Regions from separate parts of the Drosophila melanogaster genome. Here region 2 is linked to region 1. The links are chromatin contacts, called in public Hi-C maps. All regions are on one chromosome and are shown on one strand. Each heading gives the region's core, a stretch centred on a gene start, on an enhancer-like site or on the middle of the called end of the contact. The rest is flanking DNA. Distances are from core to core; before and after follow the strand shown.

What was found. Hi-C and Micro-C count contacts between places; a contact is called where the count stands out from the background.
Region 2: a contact with region 1 is called in a Hi-C map of the S2 cell line, with 3 times the contacts expected there. The contact joins the promoter of CG10324 here to the promoter of mRpS33 in region 1. A contact is called at or near these places in 24 of 107 Hi-C or Micro-C datasets (the D17-c3 cell line, the Kc167 cell line, the S2 cell line and 8 more) and 2 of 6 datasets of contacts at active chromatin or transcription factors (both in the Kc167 cell line).

The regions. Positions count from the first base shown.
Region 1 is chr3R:16,434,277-16,438,842 of dm6, forward strand. It overlaps mRpS33 (mitochondrial ribosomal protein S33), which reads right to left and starts at 2,321. Exons shown (of 2, transcript NM_079656.4): 1 at 2,085-2,321; 2 at 1,769-2,022. The coding sequence starts at 2,204. The coding sequence ends at 1,801. CG14881 reads left to right here and starts at 623. Exons shown (of 4, transcript NM_169718.3): 1 at 623-797; 2 at 858-1,025; 3 at 1,080-1,291; 4 at 1,380-1,790. The coding sequence starts at 689. The coding sequence ends at 1,751. ema (endosomal maturation defective) reads right to left here. Exons shown (of 11, transcript NM_142285.2): 8 at 4,436-4,566; 9 at 3,789-4,374; 10 at 3,517-3,723; 11 at 2,604-3,062. The coding sequence ends at 2,747. Fntb (Farnesyl transferase beta subunit) reads left to right here. Exons shown (of 4, transcript NM_142283.4): 4 at 9-464. The coding sequence ends at 240.
Region 2 is chr3R:16,645,115-16,649,330 of dm6, forward strand. CG10324 reads right to left here and starts at 1,890. Exons shown (of 3, transcript NM_142314.3): 1 at 1,677-1,890; 2 at 906-1,627; 3 at 1-832. The coding sequence starts at 1,813. The coding sequence ends at 60. CCT3 (Chaperonin containing TCP1 subunit 3) reads left to right here and starts at 2,491. Exons shown (of 4, transcript NM_169727.2): 1 at 2,491-2,815; 2 at 2,874-2,935; 3 at 3,021-3,520; 4 at 3,587-4,216. The coding sequence starts at 2,782. It overlaps Arl6IP1 (ADP-ribosylation factor-like 6 interacting protein 1), which reads left to right. Exons shown (of 3, transcript NM_142313.3): 3 at 1-57.

The sequences.
Region 1 (4,566 bases), core at 1,071-3,570:
ATTTTCAGACCGCAGGATCTCTACCACACATGCTATACTCTTAGTGGCGTTTCCATTGCCCAGCACTCGGAGTGCGCCAGCAGCCCCCAGGTCCTGGGCGACACCATTAACGAGCTACTGCCTACCCACCCACTGTTCAACATCCCACCAAAGTCAGTTGCAGCTGCCAGGAGCCACTTCAGCAATTCCAATGACACAGAGTTCTTGGGGAAAGACAGTCCCAGCAAGGAGGAGAGTTAAGGCTTCAGGTCAGGAGGAGGAGCCTGCGTAATGAGGACGTTTTGCTGGTGGTTTACCTTTAAAGAACTAAACTTGGTTTAATAAATTAATCTTTGAAATATTGTATTTTTCGCTTCTTGTATAAATGTACTTATTGGAAAAGGAATTGATTAAAATGTTTAACGTTTTCTAAAAAATATTTATGTCATATATTATTTCGAAATAAAATTATTATGTTTTCAAATAAATTCATGTGTGATTTTGTACAACAACCCAATTGCTCATTATAAAAAAAAATGAGATGAAACAAATAACTTTTATAAATGTGGCTTTGAATCCGAAAGCTATTATTTTGCCCCCAATGTATTTCAGCACGTTTATATGTGAATGGTAAAACATGAATAGTTTGCGTTGTGAATGGCATTTTGGGACTGATTTCAAATCGCAGCTTTGCCTTCGCATCCTTTTTATGTTCTCCAGCCACAGGACATTGAAGAGGAGGACGCCTGCCCAGGGCATTGACCGCCGGGAGTACATTGGTCACCTGGTCGATGAGTATTATACGACAACCAACATCGGTAAGGTTTTTATTCACGTCATTTTGCCGGTGTGAATTCATTTTTGATTTTCATTATTAGAGGCCCAGCAGCAGGTGACTGCTAATTTGGCCAATTTTGCATACGATCCCATCAACTGGTCGCATCTCCTGGAGGCGGACGCCTTGGATGTATTTGTGGCATCGCTGGAGACACAGGATCAGCTATTAAAAGTGCACGGAATTGCGGCATTGTGTAACCTTTGCCTGGGTAAGCAAACATTTGATTTTCAAACCAACCTTGTTCATCATATTCTTATTGCAGACAAAACGGCTGCCAAATTTATCAGAGAGCAGCTAAAACTGCTAACCGGCCTCTTTGTGCGCACTGATCACCCGGAAATAGTACTTCACAGCCTGGCGCTCTTTTACCAATTACTGGAATTTGGTGAACGGACTGAACGGGATTTACTTCTGAGCCCTGCGGTGCTAAGGACGGTGCAAGAGTGGCGGGTCAAGGCCCACGATGAACGCATCGTTAAACTTTGTCAGTTGCTGCTGCAAGATTTCGCAACACGCACAGAGGTTGTCCAGCTGCAAAAGGCTTCCCCAAACGTTCCGACAGCTGAGCAGCAAAGCAGTGAAGCAGGTGCAAGTGGTTAAGCGGTTTTCCCAAAGCGATTTGGAGCAGTTTGCCCAGTTCACCGGCGACCACAACTACATCCATAGTCTGGAAACGCCCACCGAGGAGCGCCGCGTCCATGGAGCCCTGCTCAACGCGGTGGTGGCTGGTATAATGGGTACCCAGCTCCCTGGTCCGGGCACCGTGGTTCTAGAGCAGAATTTCAAGTTTCTGAAACCCTGTCGTATTGAGACCGACACCGTGGTGACCGTACGTCTGCTACAATCTCGCAAGATTTCCACCGTGGAGTACGATATAAGGCAGAACGACGAGGTGGTGTTCGCCGGCAGCGCCAAGTTGCTGACTCGCAACTAAAAAGACTAGCTTTGGTTCAATAAAAGTGGATGTTAGAATATTTATTTTACTACTTCTTTGAGGCCCGCTTGCCCTCGCCCTTCTTGGGAGGCGCCTTGCCGCGCAGCTTGCGCAGACGCTTCATCTCCTCCTTGAAGTCCTGGTGCTCATCGCGGAACAGTCCGTAGTCGCGAAGGTTCTTCATCAGCAAGTGCGTCTCCACGTGCCGCGGATACCAGTTGATCACGTAGTCCCGTTTGTGAATTGGTTCCTCCGAGAACATGCGAACCACCTGGGGAAGGTCGGATAAAACATGTTTACATTTTAATTAATAAATTTATTTCGAGAACATACCTTCATGGACTTCTCGTTTGTGGTGCGAGCCACTTCGCCGAAAATGCGATTTGAGAGGTAGTTCATCCGGCGAGCATACTGCGTGCCGACCTTAATCAGCTCCGTGTACTTGTGGGACATAGTTAATATTAGTTTGCTATGCTTTTCATGAAATAATTTAAGTTAAGTTTCTAAGTTTTAGTAAATTGCGGTTATGTCACGAAACAAAAACAAGCGACAGCTGATTTCCAAGTGCAGTTGGCATTCACACAAAAGGCCGACAATAGGGACATTCCTCAAATTTTAAACCTGTATTGACCGTTATTTTAAAGATTATTATAGAACATTTACTTGAAAACTGACTACAAAACAGCACTGGCGTCTATAGACAATTCAGTAAAATTAAAAGTAAAACCTTGTTATAAAAATGAACATATGCGAAATATAAGAAACCCACATTTTAGAACAATAATTTGTGGCTTCCATTATCGAAGGTTCAAAAAACATACTTCTTTACTAATATATATATAGACTTGAGCTCAAATTCGTCAAATTAGTTTTTATTTAAAATGAAAAGGAATTAGAGTATGTACCACCTTATTAGTCAACTGGAATAACAAAATTTTAGCAACAATCTAAGCATAAGGCTGCTTCCAATGTAATACTAAAACTTCTAGTCTATCTTAAACCGTCTCTATGGCCCCCCGTCGCCTGCCCTCCGATCCGCCAGTGGCCTCGTTTCCGTCGCTCCCAATAAAAGAAGTCTCCTCGGAGCTCTGCGTTGGGAGCACTTCACGGTTCAGCCCATTTAACTGGCTTAGCAGGGCGTTAGTTCCCCCCAGGGACGCTTCACGTGGTGAGCCGCTATGACCGGACAGCTGATCGTAGTGGAGCACGCGGATGGGTGTGTGTGAGCGGGAGGCAGGCGAGGGGTTTCCCCGAGAGTGCGGACTGTTGTTCCGTGAGTGCTGGAAGTCCTCGAGAGGAATCTCCTCCGACCTAGAATGAAAAAATATTACACATTTATTTATAACTCGATTAGGTGAAAATTAGTAAATTTTATAATTAACAAACACATAGAATAACGAGGACAGATAAAACTGGAGGGCTTAAAGGCATGCTATTCTTTGTTTATTTGTCAAAATAATATGCAAATAAATATAAAAATATAGGACAAACGATATCTTTATACATAATTATACAAGGTGGTATTACAAGCAAACTTAGTCAATCTTAAAGATTTTTTTTTGGCCAAGGAGCCAAAAATGTAGCAAATTTCGAGAATCATGTAAACAGCTCGATAAATTATAAAATAAACTTTTTGATGTCTTGGGCGTAATCCAATTAAAAAAAATAGAAAGACTAGTTTAGAATACTGCAATACTTTACAAATCTCAATTATAACAGAAACCATTCTAAGACTACAGAGCTAACGAAAATGTTTCATTGTTACCGCGGCCTGGGCATTCTAGGGCTGCTCTCCCGCGACCGATTTCCAGTACTTCTGGGCTGGGAGTTTTCCCGAGACTGCGAGGAGCTGTGGCTGCCCATGCTAACACTGGGCGATCGCTCCCGATCCGAGTGATCGGCCCTAAGATTCGAGCCCGAAGTTGAGCTGGGACTGCGGCGTCGGGAGCGGCCAGCGCTTTCATTTCTAATTCTGCGGGAAGACGCACAGATGAGGATGGAAATGAGGAACATGAGGACACACCGACGTGAACTTACCCTTCGATGGATCGATTCGGGGCCATCTGGGTTCGACTAACCCCAGCGCTATTGCTTCCACGCAGCACCGCTGCAAATCCCGGCACTCGATTGGCCGTGGAGAACATGGGACGGTGGTGACTACTGCGCGAACTGCTGCCACTGCTGTTACCACTTCCGCCGCTACTGGATGCGACCATTGTGCCACCAACAGCGTAGACGGGAGAGTCCATCTGTCCAGGAATCTCGATGAGTTGCGCAATCTGGTACATCTTCTTTTGTCGCGCCTTGCTACGACCCTTTGTCAACCTCTGCTTGGCAGCCATGCAACGGATGTGATCGTCGAACAGGAACTTAGCCGAGAGCAACGGAGTGCGGTTGTGAGTGACTCCGCCCCGGTGCACGGTGATGTGCAAGCAGCGCGAGTCATCCTTATCACCCTGCACCTCTACGTCCTGCAGAAAGCCAACGAACTTTGCCACGCCCCAGCCAAGCAGCTTTGCATCCGGCTCGACGAGAATTAGCTGCAATGCGTCAATGACCAGAAAGCGTCTTTGCTTGCTGCTGTCCTTGGCCACAACGGTGCAGGCTATTAGATCACTATTGTCTAGATGGATAATGGTTAGCCTTAATATATACATACATCATCGTAGGAGGAGTATACTTACTCAGATCGAGTACGTTCTCCACCTGAACCAGATTGACTACATTTGTAAGCGGCAATAGCGATTCCTTCTCATTCAAAAACTTTTGGCACGTGCGACGCAGCAGGAAGTAAACGCGAATGGCTCGGCGTGCC
Region 2 (4,216 bases), core at 640-3,139, 210 kb after region 1:
AAGGAACTTAAGCGTCTAATGAACTATATTTAAATAAAGATTTCAACTAAATAGATCAATCACTGACGGTCTCTTGACCTTGATCGCGTGCGGGACCTGACATGCTTGCTCCTCTTGGTCTTCTTTTTGTGCTTGCTGTGGTGACGACGATGGTTTTCACCGAGGCTGTCATCGCTCTCTAAGCTGGAGTCGTTGTCCGCCTTTCTCGACTTGTTCTTGGACTTCTTTGAGTGTTTTCTTGACTTGTGGCTGGATGATTTCTTCTTGTGCTTCCTGCGTTCATATGCAGAGTCGGAGTCGCTCTCGGTGGACTCTCCCGTATCGTCTGCCTCGTCTGAACTACTCTTTGTTCTTCTGGTGCTTCGGGGACTTTGCGAACGCTTTTGGTCACGGTCTTCCCGCTTCGACTTAGATGGGCTTCTGCCTCTGGGACTCGGCGAACGACGACGCTCACGTTCCTCGCGTTTAGATACAGAGGAGCTACCACTCCGCACATACTTCTTTTCTCGATCCACCTCCTCTTTGTTAGATTTGGCTTCCTTGTACGATTTTCGCTCGTCTTTGTACGTCCTGCGATGTTCGTCTTTGTACGTTTTTTTGTCTTCATATTTGTAAGACCTTTTATCTTCTTCCTTGCATTTCATGCGATAGTCTTCTTTACTAGATCTCTGGTCCCCTGGCTTCGAACTCTTTTGATTTTGAGCTTCATCCCGGTCTGATCTAATTTCTTCCCTGCGGTCTCTGTCCCTTCTTCCTGACGGATTTTCCTGCTTCACAATAATCTGGCCATGCTCGTTTTCATTTTTTTTGAATTCTTCGTATTTGGCAGTGTCTGAAAGTAAATGTAAAAGAAATATAAAAATGTCACAAATATAAAGGATTTGCATTTTCCAGGCTCCACTTACTTATGCACTTGCCATACTGAGAGTACTCCTTGCGGGATACGGGCTGACAAAGGAACTCGTTGAACGCCTCTTTGGCCCCTCCAATTGCCATTTTGACAATTACTCGCCCTGCATGGTCATCAAAACCTTGGATTTGGCCATACTGATCCTTCTGCTTTCCGCCCAGAATGCGCACGTACGCCTGCTTCTTAATCTCCAGTACCTCGTTCTTCTCCGGCTGGACCAGTAGAGCTTTAGGTTTGAGCGCCTTATCTGCTCCCAGGCCCATGCCTTTGGGTCGCAGAAAGGGGGCATCATCGATGGGTCCTGAGCCCTTCTTTTTTGGCGGTGGATCAACCCAGCCCATGCCGCGCAGCATGGCTAGGCCAAATTGTTGTATCGGTATGTTGTCATAGTCATCTAGTGTTGCCTCCTTGGCACCATCGAGAGGCAGTTCGTCTGCGCTTAGGGCGGGCAGGACAAGTTTCTGGTCATCTAGGCCTTCGGCACCGTTATTTTGGATGGCAGATATCAATTCCCGAGCTGCTCTCTGTTCCAGACTCTCCGTTGGACCGCCTGCGGTGACCTCTGCTATAGACTGAGCCACTGGAGTCACCTCCTCTGGATCCGGTTCCTCCTCGCCCAGCAGAACTGCCCGCCTCCTCATCAGACTCGCCAAAGCGGACGAAGTCTTCTGCATGCCTATCATTTTGATGGTAAGAGGAGCAGCTTCCACCTTTTCGCTAAATATTACATATGAGTATAAAACTATTTCAAGATATTTTAACTTACTCGACTGGCATGATTTCGTTTCCTTCCAAGCATTTTATCAACTCCACCTTGCTTTCCTCTTTCGGCTGCTTGCTGGGCAGAATGTTTGGTTTCTTGGACAATTTACTAAAGCCAAAAGATATCTTCTTGGCCTCCATGTTGTCTAGTTAAAAAATTAATAACTATTAAAAACAAATTGAAGCCGAAATGTATCGTAAACAAACAGGCCACAGCTGACTCGCGGTTTGTTATCGATATCGATAATTTATTTAATTTATGAAACGCTTACACTACACTTTTAAAGTATTTGCAAAACTTATTTGTTTTTCCATTTATATATAAAAACTACCATGAAATCCATTTAATACGTTTTGAGCAGTTTTATTGAATACAGCACAGGATCTTCAAATATTAAAAAGTTCGACGCTGTTTATGTAACTCATCATTCCAAGTAATCACTTTTCCCCCGTTATATTCAGAATATCCTCCAACATTTTCTTTTTCGAAGGTGATACAATTTTCATAAATTATATTTTAACTTCTTTTGAGTTTAGTTGGTTAGGCTTTTTAGGCTTCAAAATTTCCACATTTTAATTATGATGTGATAGAAATATGCTATATAACATAAATTTAAAATCCATTCGTAATATAAATTAATTTCCAGTATCACTTACACCGTAGAAAATATTATTTATTGTTACAAGTTTAATGTTTTGATTTCGCTTAAACCTCAGGGTGGAAAATTTAAAACCAAGTTAGGCGCCTTCAAAAAATCGCAGTTATGACGAATGTAATTCTGTGACATCGATAACAAAAGCTGCATAGTGTAAGTATACTGTTTCTCGATATCGATTCTTAAGAGAGCTGCTGCTTCGAATTGTGGAGAATTTGAATTAAACTTATAAGCGATCGCAAAAGTCAGTTAGCAGTAAGTGAGGAAAGAAAAGAAACTAGAAGAAGGAACTGGCAGAAGTAACTAACAAGCCGGTCCGCTCAATATCCTATCGAACCTTCTCGAATAATGTGTCATCGGCGGTTCTAACCTCACTCATTCTCTTTCAAACAGCGGCAGCGCCAGCACGAGTTCAATTGTTTTCACGCAGAAATAAATTAAACAGCCAGAAAGATGTTCGGTGGACAGCAGCCAATACTCGTGTTGAGTGAGTATGAAATTTGCACGTCGTAGAGCCCAATTGCAATCGAATTACCCGCCGACAGGTCAAAACACAAAGAGAGAATCGGGCCGCAAAGTGCAGTTGGAGAACATCCAAGCCGGAAAGGTATGCGTGACTCACATGTCTGGGTCTTGGGTTTTTGTGTTCTCGCGTTTTCCGACCATCTGTTGATTAAAACGTCTTTTTCCAGGCCATCGCCGATGTGATACGCACATGTCTGGGGCCACAGGCCATGCTGAAGATGCTGATGGACCCAATGGGCGGCATCGTGATGACCAACGATGGCAACGCCATCCTGCGTGAGATCACTGTGCAGCACCCGGCGGCCAAGAGCATGATTGAAATTGCTCGCACACAAGACGAGGAGGTTGGCGATGGTACCACATCGGTCATCGTCCTGGCCGGCGAGATGCTGGCCGCCGCCGAGCCCTTCCTCCAGCAACAGATCCACCCCACTGTTATCATTCGCGCCTATCGCGAGGCCCTCGAGGACATCGTCGGCCACCTGCAGTCCCAGCTTAGCATCCAGTTGGACGTCAAGGATAAGGCCAAGATGGCCGATGTGGTCAAGGCCTGTGTGGGCACCAAGTTCATTGGCAAGTGGTCCGACCTTGCCGTCAAGATTGCCCTGGACGCAGTCGAGACAGTGACGCTAAGTGAGAACGGCCGTCTGGAGGTAGACATTAAACGGTAAGAACGAAATTTGTTATGCATATTATTTTTGAATAAATAATTTTAACTTTGTTACTTTCACAGCTATGCCAAGGTGGAGAAGATCCCGGGTGGCGCCATCGAGGAGTCGTGTGTTCTTAAGGGCGTGATGATCAACAAAGACGTGACGCATCCCAAGATGCGACGCCTCATCGAGAATCCCCGCATCGTGCTGCTTGACTGCTCGCTGGAGTACAAGAAGGGCGAGAGCCAAACCAACGTGGAGATAATCGGGGAGCAAGACTTCACCCGCATGCTGCAGATCGAGGAGGAGTTTGTGCAGCGCATCTGCGCCGACATCATTGCCGTGAAACCGGATTTGGTATTCACTGAGAAGGGTGTCTCCGATCTCGCCCAGCACTATTTGCTGAAGGCTGGCATCACGGCCATCCGTCGGCTGCGTAAGACTGACAATCTGCGCATCGCCCGCGCCTGTGGTGCCACCATCGTGAACCGCACTGAGGAGCTAACCGAGAAGGATGTGGGCACGGGAGCTGGACTGTTCGAAGTCAAAAAGATCGGCGATGAGTACTTCACTTTCGTGACGGAGTGCAAGGAGCCCAAGGCCTGCACCATCCTGCTGCGCGGTGCCAGCAAGGACATCTTGAACGAAACGGAGCGCAACCTGCAGGACGCCCTGCACGTGGCCCGCAACTTGGTGCTGGAGCCACGCCT